Linked DNA regions of Oryctolagus cuniculus: regions 1 and 3 are each linked to region 2. The links are chromatin contacts, called in public Hi-C and Micro-C maps. All regions are on one chromosome and are shown on one strand. Each heading gives the region's core, a stretch centred on a gene start, on an enhancer-like site or on the middle of the called end of the contact. The rest is flanking DNA. Distances are from core to core; before and after follow the strand shown. Region 1 overlaps TLN2 (talin 2). Region 2 holds the start of TPM1 (tropomyosin 1). Region 3 has its middle 7.2 kb from the start of CA12.

What was found. A called contact is a pair of places that touch in the nucleus more often than the background predicts.
Region 1: a contact with region 2 is called in a Micro-C map of ear pinna, with 5 times the contacts expected there. The contact joins the enhancer-like site here to the promoter of TPM1 in region 2. A contact is called at or near these places in 2 of 6 Hi-C or Micro-C datasets (ear pinna and an unstated tissue).
Region 3: a Hi-C map of an unstated tissue shows a contact between it and region 2, with 1.8 times the contacts expected there. The contact joins the enhancer-like site here to the promoter of TPM1 in region 2. A contact is called at or near these places in 2 of 6 Hi-C or Micro-C datasets (ear pinna and an unstated tissue).

Annotation. Positions count from the first base shown.
Region 1 is chr12:85,803,913-85,807,337 of mOryCun1.1, forward strand. The region is part of intron 44 of TLN2 (talin 2); the gene reads left to right. Among named protein-coding and RNA genes, the nearest start is that of MIR190A, 36 kb to the right of the region's middle. Within about 2 kb of position 1,634, at least 1 of the 8 cell types and tissues checked has an H3K27ac peak or open chromatin away from gene starts, as enhancers often do. A contact at or near this core is called in ear pinna, where this site is marked.
Region 2 is chr12:86,060,878-86,064,115 of mOryCun1.1, forward strand. It overlaps TPM1 (tropomyosin 1), which reads left to right and starts at 1,883. Exons shown (of 10, transcript NM_001105688.1): 1 at 1,883-2,027; 2 at 2,996-3,121. The coding sequence starts at 1,914.
Region 3 is chr12:86,419,974-86,423,217 of mOryCun1.1, forward strand. No RefSeq gene overlaps it. Among named protein-coding and RNA genes, the nearest start is that of CA12, 7.2 kb to the left of the region's middle. Within about 2 kb of position 1,293, at least 1 of the 8 cell types and tissues checked has an H3K27ac peak or open chromatin away from gene starts, as enhancers often do.

The DNA of each region.
Region 1 (3,425 bases), core at 384-2,883, 260 kb before region 2:
CCATGGGATCCAGCAAGCTGTTTATTGAGCACAGAATGTGCAAGACATTCCTCAGTAAGCCAGGTTGTTGACGCGACAGGTCAGGACTGGGCTGCTCATCTGCTTGCCACGATAGTCATGGTCCCCAAGTTCCTCTGGGCTGCCGTTTCTCCCTGGAGTCAGGTCTGAGCATGTCTTAACAAAGACTCCCAAGGAGGGGGCTACAGAAATGAAGAGTCAAAGCAAAGTGACTTTCTAACGTGTTGCGTGACCGTGCATGTGCCTAGAAGCATCACACGTGCTTGCATCCCTACATAGCTAGCATGGGATGACTCAGCTCCTAACAGCGCCTGCATTGTGAGATTTCAGGATGATTATTTAGGCTGCAGCATGAATAATTCTGTTTGTAATGAGCACGTGAAGTCACTACCAAGAAAGAAGCTTATCAGAGACCGACATCAAGACTTGATTCTTGACACAAGCCCATCAAATTAAAAAAAAAAAAAAAAGACTCCCTGTTTTTTAGTAAGACTAGACTGTGGTTCTAGTCTATAATTTACCTAGACATGTGATTCATTTGATTAATGTGTAATTTTTGTATTTCATAAATAAGAGTAAGGGGACTTTTGTTACAGTTAAGTTGAGTTGGAACAATGCAGGAAAGGACTGGCTTTGAGAAGGGGAATTAAAAGCAGAAAGAGATGGTGATTACAGCAAGGTTTGGATCTTTGTCCCCAGAAACCTTGCAAAATGGAATGCACCCCTGACCCCATCTCCCTTCTAAGACCCTTTCCATGTCTGAATTCTTAGGAGTTACCCAGCCCATGTATGAAACAAGCAGATTTTCTTACTGCAACACAGATCATCAAAGCAAAAATATAAAATATTGCAGAGCAGCCAAGAAAGAAAAATGCACAGCAAAAAGTGCCCCAGCTGGTTGCTTGAGTTGCTGGCCCTGCGCAGGGAGCAGCTGAGGTTTTCATTAAGGTTTTCCCTTTTTGCCCTTGCATCTTGAGATGTAGTTTACATTCCTGACACACAAGCAGTGTGACCTGGAGCAACAGGGGGAAGAGAGAATATAAAATTACCAGCGGTTTGCAAAGGAGAATTCTTTGTGTGCATTTGCCAGACAGATATTTGGGAGGAAAACTGAGAAGGTTAGGAGATCCCTAAAGCAATGTAGTGTTGTTTCTGACTCCAAGATTGTGGGATTATTTGTGTACCCACAAGGATCCCACATCACAGCATGTGTAAACACTTATATCCAGGGCAAATAAGAAACTGGTCTCTTTCGTGGCAGCCGCGCAGTCTGCTGTGTGGAGTCAGCACTCTGGTCTTTTCCAGAATGTGACAATTACAGGAAAAGCCATAGCTGTGCCCTCGAACATCAAGCAGGAGCTTTATCTGCTCATTTTTCCATAGCAAGCTCGAACCTTTGTTAAGATCGCTCTACATTAAAGTGACAGCCCTCTGGCAGCTGTGCAGTTACTGAAGAGGACAAGAAAAAAAGAAATTGAGATTGTAGGAGCTACAGCCCTTCGATCTCAATCCTGGGGAGAAGATTGGGTAACCGGAGCTTTGTCTCAGGACCAGCCGCCGTAACCACTTGCCATACTGGTTGTCTTCAAAGCTCGCAGGCACGTTAGTTGAGCGCCTGTGGCAGCCACACCGCCCTTTACTCAGATGAGCTGGGTGCCTGCTCTGGACTTGTCTAAAACTTTCCACTCCAAGTGCCTCTTCCTGGAGCTGGGAGACTGACAGCCTGTCGTACAAGGGCACCTCACACCGTCTGTGGGGAAAAGACAGAATCAAAAGAGAAGTTGATTTGGATTAAAAAAAAAACTCAAAATCCCTGCAGTTTTTTTTATAATATGCATTTTCCACCAGCTTTCAGAAGACCCTCTCAAACACACCTTTCGTGTTTCCTTCTGTGTTTGCTAAGTTTGTCAGCTACGTTTTATTACTGCCCTTTTAACTTCCAAAGCCATCCCAGGCAAATGATATTTGCCCTGGCTTCAGAGGTAATTGCTTTTAAGTACTGAGAAGAATCTGGATGTTTTGCTTAGTTTTCGGCAGTAAGGAAAGATGATCATTATTTCTTAGACCCCCTCCGAGTGAAATCAGATCCAAAGCTTCATAAAGGCGGCACTCTTCATTTCCCTCAAGGCACAAAGCCAGCCATCGGGTTTTCTCCATTTTACTTTCATTTGGGCAGGCAGGGAATTGAGGGGGTTTTTGAGGCTCAAGTAAGGCTTCATGAAAGTTGCCAATTTAAACCCCAAGTTGAATGTCTTGGAGCCACATTCCTTTATAATCAACACTGGTAGAAGGCTGGATCACCCTGTGGTCTCGGGAAGTTGGGTCATGTTTGCTGAAACATTTAACGTTGCTTTGAGAAGCTTAGCATTTTTTAAGCCCTTATCTGTTTGAATAGTCTTACAAATGCATTCCCTTTCTAAGACGTTCCTCTGGTAGAACAGAGTGTCCTTTGCATTTGCACGTAGACCGTGTTGCTTCAGTTGCCCTCCTTCGTGAATGTGCCCTGGGTTGTCTTTGTGCCCCTGGAAAGCAGTGGTAGAGCTGCTTCTCAAGTTGCAGCCACGGGTCAGAAGCTGTGTGGGTTCTGTTGCATTCTCCCTGGCCACCGCAGCGTGTGAGATAAGAATCATTAGTCCCCCTTCCACACATAAGCAAACTGAGGCTCCAGGAGCTTCATTTGTCCAAGACCACACAACTGCAGTGGTTAGCGTGGGTTCCCTTGCAGGAACTTGAACTGTAAGGTCGTCTTTGTTTTATAAATCCTGCGAATGTTTCTCCCACCACTTCTCCCTCCTTGACTGGCAGCACTTCATCACGGAGGGATCGATGATCCTTAGAGCTCTTGCTCTTAGATGAACTCTGACCCTTGAGTACTTAGGGTTAACCTGGATGCATCTGGAAGGCATCAAGAGGCAGGCTGAATCTGAAACTTTAATGGGGCATCCTCCTGCTTCAGCTCAACCTTGTTTATAAACCAGCAAACATGTGCAGCCCGGCAGATACACGTAAGTGGCAGTGCTGCCGTGTGGGCTGGATTCCAGTGCCTGTTCCCTGTTGGCAGCAGCTTTATTGCTGCACCAGCCCCAGCCTCTTTGCAGAGCTGCTCATGTTGCATTCTCCGTGGGGCGGGTCAAGGAGACAGCCCTGCCTGGTGTACAGTGTACAAGATGCCCAAAAAAGCAGAGACTCAACTTTGTGGCTCATGAGGATTTTCTAGTAAATGGATTTTCAAAAGTCCTTTGTGTCTTAGGAAATAAAAGGATCTTTCTCCCTTAAATGCAGTAGGGGAGAGCATTGTTAGCCCCAGCCACTCTCCAAATTCACCCTTCCTGAAACTCGGGCAAGATGACACTGGAAAATAGCTTCCAGGGGGCCTTAACTGCCCAGGTGCCGTTCACAGTACTTTA
Region 2 (3,238 bases), core at 633-3,132:
ACTGTCTAACTCTGTCAAATAATAAATAAATAAACAAATAAATAAATAAAAGGTTTGAGCTCAGGATCTAACTCCTGACTCCCTCTTCCTGCCCCTCCGTTGAGCCCCGGGCCTGGAGCGCAGCTCCATGTAATCCACATATTGTCTGTGTGTTGTCCACAGGCCCAGCACTTTGTCAGTGTTCGGGCAGCTGGGTGTTCACACGGCACGCAGGAGCTCTCTGATGAATGTCTGTGCCATACAGCCCCTTCGCACACAGATCTCCTGTCCTGAACATTTCGTCCTTTCTGGGCAGTGGAAAAAAACAGATAAAATCCCCGAGGGGGACCTGATCATGCTCTGCAGGACTTACAAGTTGTTTGGCCTGTGCGATCTGCTCAGACGTGCTGTCCCGGGAATACTCAGTGTCCATGCAGTACAGGCTGTGAATTACTCCAGGGGGACTGTTAACAAAACCCTCACCACCCCTGCCTCTGCTGGGCTCACTCAGGCTGAGCTGGGGTGGCTCCTCCCCTCCCACTGAAGCTCTGAAAAAGAGCAGGTTCCCCTCCCTCCCCCACTTCTTGGGGACTGGAGGAGTGGAGTTAAAATTAAGAGGTGTAGGGAAGCCCTCCTGCCTCCAGGCAGGCTCCCAGCGCAGAGCTGGGCCTCTTCCCTCCCCAGAGTACAGCTGCGGACACAGTGGCTTAGCCAGGATGATATTTAGCCCACGTTTTTGGCCACCCAGCATCGGAGCGCCTTGCCTTGCCAGGAAAGAGGCAGGCTTTCTACAATCAGTGCAAAACACTGATTTACAAACAGTTAGGTCTGGAGGGACCTCAGGGGTCCGCTTCCCCCTGAATTGAAAGATGAAGAAACTGCAGCAGGGGCGGAGTTACTTATGAAGATCACACACCTGCTGGTGACACAGTAGAGACCAAAGACCAAATGGCCCAAGTTTAAGCTCAATGTTCTCTCCCCTTAAGCTCCCATGGCCCAAGTTTTAACTCAACGTTCTCTCCCCCTAAGCTCCCAGGCACCCACCCTCCTTAAAACACCCCCCCACACACACACACACACATGCAGAGAGAGAGAGAGAAAAACTAAGCCAACAAACTCCTGTGTCCCTAAAGTGCTTGATTGTTCTTCTTGGGGGAAGAGCTCACAAAAGACAGAGGTCCTGTGCCATCCTTGGGCTGCACTCTGCCTTTCTGACCGCACCAGCAGAGTCCCAGGAGAGACCCCTGGACCCTCCTCCCAGCTCTCCCTTCCTCCGCTCCGCTGGACTTTCTCAAGACCTGCGTGCTCTGGATGACACCTGGCAGCCCGAAGGCACTGAAGAGCGCCTAGAACTTAAGAGCCGAGAGTGGAGGGGTGTGGGGGGTGGGCGCAGGCTGCCAGGGAACCCCCGGTGTCCCGCCGAGCGTGCTGGGGTCCGGCGACCCCAAGAGTTCGACGCGCACCCGCCACCTGTCCCGGTTCCGGGAGCGCAGGGCGCGGGCTCTGGAAGGAGGGGCGCAGCGGGCAGGGGTTCGCCTCTCTGCCCCGGCGAGGCCTCAGCGCCTGCTCCCCGGCGCTCAGGTTTGGAAACAGGGCGGCCTCGCCCGGCCGCCGCCTCGCCGGCTCGGGTCCCCATATATAGTCATATCCACCGTCAACCCGGAGGCCGGCGGGCGGCAGCGAATGGGCGAGCGGCCCCCGCGGGAGGAGCGGGGAGGGGGCCCGGGCGGAGGGAGGAGGGGGAAGGGGGCAGGAGGAAAAAGCTTTTCCAAAAAAGTATTGGCTGTCTTGAGGAATGCGGTCGCCCCCTTGGGAAAGTACATATCTGGGAGCAGCAGGCGGCTTCGCGCTCGCACTCCGGCTCGGCAGCCCCAGCGCGCTCGCCTCTTCCCTCCGCTCCCGCCGCAGCCTCAGGGCCCCTCGCCGCCGCCACCATGGACGCCATCAAGAAGAAGATGCAGATGCTGAAGCTCGACAAGGAGAATGCCTTGGATCGAGCGGAGCAGGCCGAGGCCGATAAGAAGGCGGCGGAAGACAGGAGCAAGCAGGTCTGCACCTCCCCGGCCCTGCGGCCGCCCAGCGCCCGCGCTCCGTCGGCCCGGCGATCCCGGCCCCCAGCCGAGGCGGCCGGGGCGCGCGCCTGGGAGGGGAAGGGCACGCACCAGCCTGGGTCTTATTCTCACTTTTCCGTCCCGTCCGGGGACACCGAGGTCCCTGCTCACGTTCCCACAGCCCACGAAGTCTGTTCGAGTCCTGAAGGCACTTGAGTCCCAGGACCGGGTGTCACTCTAGGCGGGCGGTGGGTGGGGGGCGTCGAGGTCTTTGACCTTCCGACCGCGGAGAACCAAGCCTCAAACTCAGGCGGGGACTCTGGGGCGGAAGAAGGGAGTCCTGGAATTGTTTCCTAAGCGTCAGAAAGCACCCAAGGGCACACCGGGGCGCTGCTTTGCTCCCCGGGGGTTGTGGACCTGACAAGGCTGAGACCGTGGCTGAAGCCCCGTCCTGGGAAATGGGGAGGGGAGGCGCGGGCTCTGCTCCGCATTGGCTTCAGCTGGGCCCCCTGGAACCCCAGCTCCGCGGCGCCCCTAGCTGGAGGGGCCCCCAGCCAACGCGTGCCCCTGTGTTGTGTGTGTCTAACACCCGGTCCGTGCCGGCCGCCCGCCCGCGCCCGCCGCCGCCCCCCACCCCTAGCTGGAGGAGGACATCTCGGCCAAGGAGAAGCTGCTGCGGGCGTCGGAGGACGAGCGGGACCGGGTGCTGGAGGAGCTGCACAAGGCGGAGGACAGCCTCCTGGCCGCCGACGAAGCCGCCGCCAAGGTACCGGGGCGCGCGGCAAGGCGCCCAGCACGACTGGCTAACTGTCTCTCTTCTCTCTCTCTCTCTCTCCCTCCCTGTCCTTCCCTCTCGCGTTCCCGCTGTCCCTGTCCTGGTTCTGTGCACCCACACCCCGCCCCTGCGGGATCACGCTGCCTGCTGCACCACCACCCCCTCCCCATACCCCGCGGCCAACTCCCAGCTGGAAGATGAGCTGGTGTCGCTACAAAAGAAACTCAAGGGCACTGAAGATGAACTGGACAAATACTCTGAGGCTCTCAAAGATGCCCAGGAGAAGCTGGAGCTGGCAGAGAAAAAGGCCACCGACGTAAGTGCACGCTCACACCGCCTCCCTCACCTCGCGCGCCCCAGCGGCTACTCTGGGGGTCTCCATAGGGGCCTGAAAGCAATGGAGAAGGGTTGCCTCCTTGTGCTGAACACATGC
Region 3 (3,244 bases), core at 43-2,542, 360 kb after region 2:
CCAGGCTGTATACAGGAGCCAGAAGCTTCTTCCGGGTCTCCCACGTGGGCGCAGGGGCCCCAGCGCTTGGGCCATGTTCTGCGGCCAAGGGGTGTCTTCACTGCCACACCAAATGCCCACCCCGATGCTGTTCCTCTCATTCTCAGTTTGAAGGACTGTCCACTCTCTCCCCTGTCCTCTAAGCCACAGCACAGTCCCAGACCAAGCTCACAAGTGCCAACCCAAGGTCAAGAGTCCTAATTCAATTCTGAAAACTTCCACCCAGAATCAGGCAGGCAGAATGGTAAAGGAAGAGAGTTTTGGAAGCTCTGCTCCATTACTCATTACTCTATGACCTCAGGCAAGTCACTCACACTCTCCAAATGTCAGTTTCCTCCTTTGCCTACAGCAGTTAAGACTCGCTTGTGGTGCCTGGATCCCTTAGCAGAGCGCCTGGTTTGAGTCCTGGCTTCTCCACTTCTGATCCAGCTTCCTGCTGATGCACACCCTGGGAGGCAGTAGGTGGTGGCTCAAGTACGTGCGTCCCTGCCACTCATGTCTCAGATCCACATTGAGTTCCTGACTCCTGGCTTTGGTCTGGCCCAGTCCTGACTGTCGCAGGCATTTGGGGAGTGAGCCAATGGATGCAAGGTTTCTCTCTCGTACCCTCTCTCCCTGCCTTTCAAACGAAATGAAAATAAATAAATAAGATAAGCCAGGCACCTGAAGAACCTGGCACAGTGGCCTATCATAAGCACTACACAAATGCTCTCTCCTGTAGGAAGCCCTTAACTGACTGAACGGGGACTATTTTACCCCATAGTTGCAACTCTGATTTGGGCAACCCCAACAACTTCCGAGAACTTTCAAAGGAAAATGAGTGAGATTTTCCAGATGTCCTATCCCCTCTAATCCTACACGCCGGTCTCTCCGGGAATGTAGCTTTGGTCATCACAAGTATCTTCCTTCTAAACAAGTAGATTCAGAAAGCACGTTCCCATGTGAGATGCCTGCTCACTGGGATTCTGGAGCTGGGAGGCGCTTGTGAGCTCAGAGGCCTCGCGCTCCTGGAACAGGCTAGTGCTATCCCCTTGCTTGGACACGCCGGCTCTCTGCAGTTGCAGGAATGGATGAGCAGCCCGCCTCTTTCATGTGCTTTCAAAGAAAAGTCAACAGCACCCCCGTTTGCTCACATTTCCGTCTGTGTTCAGCTCCACTGGCACAGGGACAGACATTTGTGGGGTGGGAGTGGGTGGAGGTGGGGGCGGTTCTTGTGCTCCTCTTTGGCTGGAGTCGACATGCTGAGCTCAGCCTCCTTGCTTACGCTCCAGTGCCTGACAAAGAGCTCCATGGGCTGGGAGCCAGGTGGCATGGACAGGGCAAGGCCAGTGAGCTTCCCAACAGGCAACTGAGCTGAGCTGAGCTGAGCTGCCTCTTTGGCCAGAGGCCAGCCCTGGGAGGACTCAGGTTCATCTCAGACTCTGCGAGAAGGCTCAGGGATAGCTGGTGGCTGGTGAGGCAGGTGGGCAGCCAAGGCTTTGTGGTTTCATTGCCTGGGGCAACTCAGCCAGCCACTGGAGATGTCCCCCAGGAGAGCCTGGCTGTGTGGGGAGCCTCTGCGATGGTCAGGAAATCTGACCCAGGCACTACTTCCTTATGTCCTCCCCACTGGGAGTCAGAGTTTGGGCTGAATGTTACTTATGGGTACATCTCTGTGTTCTGAGACTGATACTCAGAACTTGCCTTTGGTATTACGCCATTCTGTTTTGTGCACTCCCCATGACTTTGAGGGTGGTAGAATCATGGCAAGACGCAATTAGAACTCTTAAAAGAATCAGAAAATTGGAACCCCAGAAACTTGGACTATGTCTCTCCGTGAATTCTCTAGACTGGGAGAACGCGGAAGGGGAAGTACCGCGGTCACTCCCTTTTGATGATAGGGACTGTTCAACCAAGTCCCAGGAAAAATGTGTAAACCCCTCTGGAGTCGGTTAAGAAGGACAGTGCAGTCCATAATTACCGAGTTTATGGATGCTGATAAGGAGAGAATTGTTTATTCCCAGTGGAGGCAGCAGACCTGTGATAAGGCTCCCTGGGTTCATTTTACTCCCCAAAGAAAAGAAGCAAGTTAGCACAGGCCCTGCTAAGAAATCACGGCACACAGTGAAGGAGAGAAACCCCACCAACAGGAGTCTTGCAAAGCGAGCTGCCTGCAGAGGGAAGTGGGGAAGAATTGTGGAGGTGGGCAGAGCAAAGCCACGGGAAAACAGTGCTGATCTGAGATGTCCAAACCCAAGGGGAGTAAGAAAACCATGGTCCTGCACCAGAATGAGCCGCGTGGTGATCTTGGGAAGATTCCAGGATCTGATGCCTGGCAGACACGACTGGGGTGAGACTGGAGGCAGCACGTGGCCCACTGAACTCTCTCCCCAAGAGATGTTTAGGAAAAACTTATTTACAAGAAGCAGAAGAGGAGGAGGAGGAAGAGCTGCTTCTGGCCCTAGAGCTCCTTGAGGGGAGAAAAAGGACCAAAGCCATGGCTGAGAGCGGAGCAGAAAGCGCTGTTGCACGGACGGGCTGGGGCGGGCACTGCGCATCCTTCAGCCTGCAGGCCCAGTGGGGCTGCGGGGCTCCAGATTCATGCAGTCAGCGCTGTCCTGGGGGCCCAGGCAGGGGTCCGAGGGGCAAGGAACTAAGATGAGGTTCACCAGGAAGCAAGGGCACACGCTTACTCATCCCTCTTCTGCATTGCTCAGGTTTTTCTTTTGTGTGTGTGTGTGTGTGTGTGTGTGTGTGTGTTTTAAACAGCAAGTACGTTACAAACTGAGACAATCATATGAATTAAATGTTTTTTTTTTTTTTTTTTTGGACAGGCAGAGTGGACAGTGAGAGAGAAAGACAGAGAGAAAGGTCTTCCTTTGTCGTTGGTTCACCCTCCAATGGCCGCCGCGGCCGGCGCGCTGCGGCCGGCGCACCACGCCGATCCGATGGCAGGAGCCAGGAGCCAGGTGCTTTTCCTGGTCTCCCATGGGGTGCAGGGCCCAAGCACCTGGGCCATCCTCCACTGCACTCCCTGGCCACAGCAGAGGGCTGGCCTGGAAGAGGGGCAACTGGGACAGAATCTGGCGCCCTGACCGGGACTAGAACCCGGTGTGCCGGCGCCACAAGGCGGAGGATTAACCTAGTGAGCCGCGGCGCCGGCCTAATTAAATGTTTTAAGAGTTGAAAGAGGCAGGGGCCGGTACTGGGGCGCAGCGGGTTAACG